2 separate regions of the Columba livia genome follow, and region 1 is linked to region 2. A link is a contact called in public Hi-C data. All regions are on one chromosome and are shown on one strand. Each heading gives the region's core, a stretch centred on a gene start, on an enhancer-like site or on the middle of the called end of the contact. The rest is flanking DNA. Distances are from core to core; before and after follow the strand shown. Region 1 has its middle 9.2 kb from the start of ULK1. Region 2 overlaps ULK1 (unc-51 like autophagy activating kinase 1).

What was found. Hi-C and Micro-C count contacts between places; a contact is called where the count stands out from the background.
Region 1: a contact with region 2 is called in a Hi-C map of crop, with 2.1 times the contacts expected there. The contact joins two enhancer-like sites. A contact is called at or near these places in 2 of 2 Hi-C or Micro-C datasets (crop and liver).

The regions. Positions count from the first base shown.
Region 1 is chr17:1,451,094-1,453,995 of bColLiv1.pat.W.v2, forward strand. No RefSeq gene overlaps it. Among named protein-coding and RNA genes, the nearest start is that of ULK1, 9.2 kb to the left of the region's middle. Within about 2 kb of position 1,323, at least 1 of the 3 cell types and tissues checked has an H3K27ac peak away from gene starts, as active enhancers do.
Region 2 is chr17:1,382,099-1,385,017 of bColLiv1.pat.W.v2, forward strand. It overlaps ULK1 (unc-51 like autophagy activating kinase 1), which reads right to left. Exons shown (of 28, transcript XM_065033346.1): 23 at 273-460. Among named protein-coding and RNA genes, the nearest start is that of PUS1, 11 kb to the left of the region's middle. Within about 2 kb of position 1,428, at least 1 of the 3 cell types and tissues checked has an H3K27ac peak away from gene starts, as active enhancers do.

The DNA of each region.
Region 1 (2,902 bases), core at 73-2,572, 69 kb after region 2:
AGGGAAGAAAAGCCATTGGGTTCTTGGTTGACAAGAGCCTTTTAAAATTAACATGACATAATATGCAGGATACCAACATCCTCTTTCTGACTGGTGAGGGACTTGTAAGGAAGAGTTTTATCCGCTCACTTATTACCAAGGGACCTCAGCTGAGGTTGTGTAATTAGGATGGGACACTTTTTGCAGCTTCAAGGCTTGAATAGCGATATTAATGTAATCCAGTTACAGAAAGTGTGACCACATGCAATGAGCTATTAATACTAGCTTAGATTTAAATGCAGTTCTCTTCCATTCTAATGCAAATAAATGAAACTTATCAGACAAATACACAGAAACCAGAGTGTAGCCTTAAATGAACCACATGATAAAATACACTCAAATTAATGTCACACTCCTATAGGAGCCCAGAGCTTCAGCAAGCTGAAACAATTTTAATGATCTTGTCCTGCGCCGGCAGAGGACCTGGCTAATGCCAGCCAACATGCTTACGAAGAAAATCAACTTGAAAGACACATGTAACCACTGTGGCATCAGTTTAATGCATCACAGGACACTGAACTAAGGCCACGATAAAATCTGCTGATACCTGGATGGCACAGGCTGCTGCGTGAGGCGCAGATGGGCCGTCCCTGTGACTGACACAGACAAAGCCATTGCACGCGAGCAGCAGGAACTGCCACAGCAAGATGCGTTTTCTCACATGCGTCTGTACTCATTCTGGTCGTGGTGCATGAGAACTGGGAGGTGCGGATTAGAGGTTTGGGTTTTCTCACAGTGAGCTTCAGAGGAAGGGTCCCCCATATCCAAATAGAACACCCCATCAGCATTTAAAGAAATATATATATATTTTTTAAAGTACCAGAAACAATACACAAACATCACCAATCACTGCAAGTCAGCACTGTCACTGATGGGGAGGAGTTGCTACTAACAGACCCACCCACACCAAACCAACCTGCCTAGTTTGATCAGAGAAATCCTTTGTGGTTGGCTCCAGTTAGGAAGACCAGGCACAAACAGGCCCTGGAGCAAACGATGCCGTTCTAACAACGTAAGTATAGTCTCATCTGAATCATCGAGGATCTGTTGTTAGACAATTAATCAAGTGTCCTTACAATCGTTGAGCCAGTTCCCTTGTGATCCAGGAGGCACACGCTGTCTGATCACACGGGACACGTCCTGCCCGGCCCCAGCGTCCCTGTGCAGAGGCATCACCGCGCACCACAGCAGCGAGTTACTCAGCACCGCTGCTGACGGGTCCTGAACAGCAAGCACACCACACTGCGGTTTTAGGCTGGCCATCCGTTGCTTTTCTTCAGCAAAGCTCCTGCCAGCTCTTTGGCTGTTGGGAGCAGACTTGCCAGCGTCAGGCTGCAGCACCAGAGGTTGCAGGTGGGAACGCAGAACCACTGGGCTACAGAGCATCCAGAACACCCACCCGGTTGCTTCTGGCAGGTGAGAATGTGAGTAACGAAGCTGTTCCAGGCTGACAGAGTGTGATAATTAAAGCCAGCATTAAACCTATTCTGTAACTACACAAAATGACTGACTTATGCATTGCTGATGTGCATGACATCTGCCTTTTTTTTTTCCCCTTCTGTTATCCAAGAAGCCAAGGCCTCTTTGCTCCTCATCCCTTATCATGCAGCTCCTGGTCGCAGGTTTGCTGTGTACAAGGCTTTTCCAGGAAGTTTCCAGCAGTGCTCCTTGTGCTGATTGCAAGAACTGTTGTTAATCGACTGCTTTTACATAGACAGTGATGCATACATAGCCTCTGCAAAGGGTTTGTTTTAAACCTGTATTGCATTTAGCTTGAAAAAGGAAATGTATTTGGCAAAGTTGTGTCCTTGACCTTGACTCACTGCCAGTGCTAAAGGCCCAAAGGCAGTGAAAAAATTACCCCTCTGCTACCCTCAAAGCTGCCAGTCAGTGAATGTGAGGGTCAGGCTGTGCTAATAAATTGGATTTAAACATTTCTAATATGGACAATACAGTGTCTACCCACCTTCTACTCTGCCTGAAACATCTCCATTTTAATACACACTTTATGACAGCCCCGACAGGCATGAGTGTCAAGCGCCAGGCTGAGCCCAGAAGCAAAACAGGCTCCCAGGAGATTCCTCGGCTCTGACATGATCTCTGGAGCGACCTAAGCGAGCAGGAGGGAGCCCAAAGAGCCCGCAAAACGGATCCTTCTGGAAACACAAACAGCAGCTGAAGCAGACTCCACTAGTGCTGCTGGTTGTAATGAACAGGACAAGAAAGGAAGCCAGAAAAACCATTATCTCCAGCACTAGTTTTATTTGTCCTGAAGCTCTTGAGATTTTTGATAGTTTTTCAGTTACCTGAAGCAGAGACAATTTAACTCCATGTCATAATACTAGGGGCGTACTGCCTGCTGTGTAAAAGGAAACACTAGAGGTATCCTCTAAAATATAACAGAAAGAGAAGGTAATTATAGAAGGTATTTAAGCTTGAAGAGTCAGTTCTTTACATTTCGGAGCTAATGAATTCCTGATAAGAAATTTCTGAGCCAGAAAACCGGTGGTGAGAGTAATGGAAAATGCCAAATTAACTCGATAAGGCAATGGGAATTTGTCAAGCACACACGGTTGTCCAGACTGGTGCCAGGAACGGCCAGCAGCACCGTAAGAAGTGACACAGGCTCTTCCACCGCTCTGCTCCAGCTTTACCAGGGGCTGAAGCACAGCGGCTTCCCAGATAGCAAGAGGCAGAGCTCTGAAGTTCACGGGTTAATTTGTTCACAGACATCTGTGGCTCCTTGATCAACTCCGTCAAAAGGAAACAAGAGCTCCAGCCCCAGAGAAGCTCAGGCCTTCCCGTGGCTTTGAGCTTGGGGCTTTCCAAAGAAACACATCTCTGGAATATTTGCATGCAGACT
Region 2 (2,919 bases), core at 178-2,677:
ATTTCCAACCTGCGAGTGCAGCTTTGGAAATGGTGAATTTTAACCCCGGTCATGGGCTGTCTCATGGACTGAATGGGTTGGTAACTGGCTCAAAAGTCACTGTGCTAAACATGCCCTGGGCTTTCTGGGTGCTGTGCTGGCCTGGCTTTCTCCAAGCCAGCTTCCACCGCCTTTGGAAGCAACCCCCCTCCTCGGCTGCAAACGTGGAGCCGTCTCACCTCTGGATTTGGTTCACTTTTACTGCCCCCGACAAGCCCCTGGGATGTACCCACCTCCATGAGCGTCTCCTCGGGCAGCTCTGGTGCCTCAAACGTAACAGCACCTTCCAGGTTGGCGGTGATGGGATCAGCAAACGCGTACCGGAGACTCGAGGGACCTTCCACGGCATCCCCACCAGTTCCCACTGCCAAGTGCCTGCCGGTGAATGAGCCTCCAGAACTGAGAGAGCTGGAAGACCCCACTGAGAAGAAAAACAGGCAAAGGAATTACTGAAGATGTTAATATTAGGCTAGGTGTTCCTCGCCCCGCAGAGGGGACAATCCTGTAGGATCCTGGATCTGACAGGAGCAGTAACATATACTTGGGAGAAAGACGCAAGGACTCATGTGCAGAATAAGCGCTCCCCAACGTGAGCTCCTTGGTGGCTCAGGTAGACCAGCCTACAAGCTCGAGCAGATTTAACACACCTTCCAGAGTGTTTGTCGTTTACAGAGAATTCAGAAGCATCTTTTTTTCTTTTTCTCTTTTTTTCGTCAAACCCTTTCTGAATCCTGCCCTAATATCTTGGGCTGACTTCTATCGCACACCACCACAGCCGCCGTCCCCATCACAGATCAGAGCGCTGCTTCCCCGGATTTCACGCTATCACTGGATGAACACCTCTGATAAGAGAGGCTTTTATCAGGGCTTTAAAACCTCAAGCACTTAAATGCAAACCAGGAGGGCTTTCCATTACACGCTCTGTGCTTCTGCTTCCCCTCTTTACAAGCAGGGGGCTGGGCGGGAGTGATTTCAGCTGAGTCAAGACTGTAATCTCATGATCCAGGGGACCCTGAAGTACAGTGTCCACCACACAAACCCCCTCGCCGTCATCTTTTCCCTTTCTCAACCACTGAACCCACCCTAAGAGCACACTGCTTATAAAATGAGCCCTTCAAAAGCAGTTTCTGTCTCAGGGTATTCATCCCACATCTTTCAGAGAGAGGAAAGGACCAACAATACCACATTCTGGATACCCCGTCATTCCAAGGGGCTGTTTGCAGAGGTTGTTATGATGACTCATGAAATGGCTCTGCCTTTTTATCTGCCAAGTGATCTCACTCATGGCTTGTCCAGGCACTTGGGGTGCAGTTTTAGCTTGCAAAGCTCCCCTTTTCACCATCAACTGTGTGCATCAACTAGAACATCAGGAGTCACTGCACAGACCCAATAAACAGAGCTTGTGGAGCAGCACGGCTTTGACCGCGCTCGCCCAACCCCGCATCCGTGATGTGGGTTCACTATTCAGCTGCCTTCTCTTCCAGGTGTCCCACCCGAGATCTGGACTGTTCGGCAGACCCTTAAGGATCCAGATATCGACGCACTGAAAACCAGTGCTGGGATCTGCTTCCAAACCGCTATTATCCCCACAGAAGCAACACAGGAAGTCTGCATCCTCTATTCATAACATTTCAGCCATGGGCTGCAGCCAGGACAGCAACCCCATTGTGCTACAGGCCTGTCAGACACTTCATACAAGTTCTGGCCCTACAGAGCTTTACCCTCTAAATAGAAAAGACAAAGAAAGGATTATGGTCCCAACTTTCCAGACGATCAAGGATGTGAGCAGATTTATGATGGAAACTCAAGCCATGCCCAGGAACCCAGCCCATGAGTCCCCCCATCCCAGTCAAGCAGCTTATTCATGGTTACATCCAACCCCTCCCTGCAGTAATGAACACCACCAGTGGACCACATTCAGATGAGGAACAGCCAAGGCAAGAACCCAAACAAGCCAAAAATGCAAATAAAAGTGTCCAAATATTTTTTTAAACTGAACACAGACTCCAGCTCCCAGACACACGATCCCAGAGGGGCCAACCACCACAGCCTCAGCTGCGCGCTGACCAGACCAGGGCGCTGGCGGCTTAAGAGACGGGTCTGCCGAGCAGGAGCGCGTTTCCCCGTTTCCCACTTCAGCAGCTCAGAGCACAAGTGACACCACTAATAATTTTGCATACAGAGCCATCCTGGCCCTTTCCTAACGGCACCTGTGCACTGAAATTCTTGGGCACGGATGGTCACGCTCACGTTTTATAGCTCATCCAAAACCCACAGGGAAAACCATCAGAACACAACACAATCTTTACGTTTGTTGACCTATAAGCAACAGTGGGTTTATGAACAGCTGCAGCGTTATTTCTGAAGCAGAGAGAAATGAAGTAAATGAAGTTTGCCTCACTCTTCCAGCACTGGAAAACCAGTATATGGCATGAGTCCTTGTGCCAGTGCGACAGTTTTCAGCAATAACGGGGGTTGGCAGGAGCCAGCGTGAGGATCTCAAAGGCACTTGGAGCAGCTGAGCTGTGGGCTGTGCTCTGAGCCACCACCAGGAATCCAACACATCGCTCTGCCCCCGGGCACTCCCACTGGAACAGGCAGGTATCAGCCCTTTACCTGAAAACATCCTGGTCCTCGTGGTCTGTGGGGGGGTTGTTCCACTGGGAGGGGATCCGACAGTAAAAATCACTGGGGATGGGCTGGCAGAGCCCCCAGCCCGGGCACCAGAGTGCAGGGTCCCTCCGTAAGCACCTGAGGGAGCTGGGGAGACAGTTGAAAGGTGCAGACTGGCATTACAGGAAGGTTACTCGAGCACGGTGTGCCTCACCCAGCAGCTGGAGTTCTGCAGACTCTCCGGGAGGCAGTGGTGACCAGCACGGG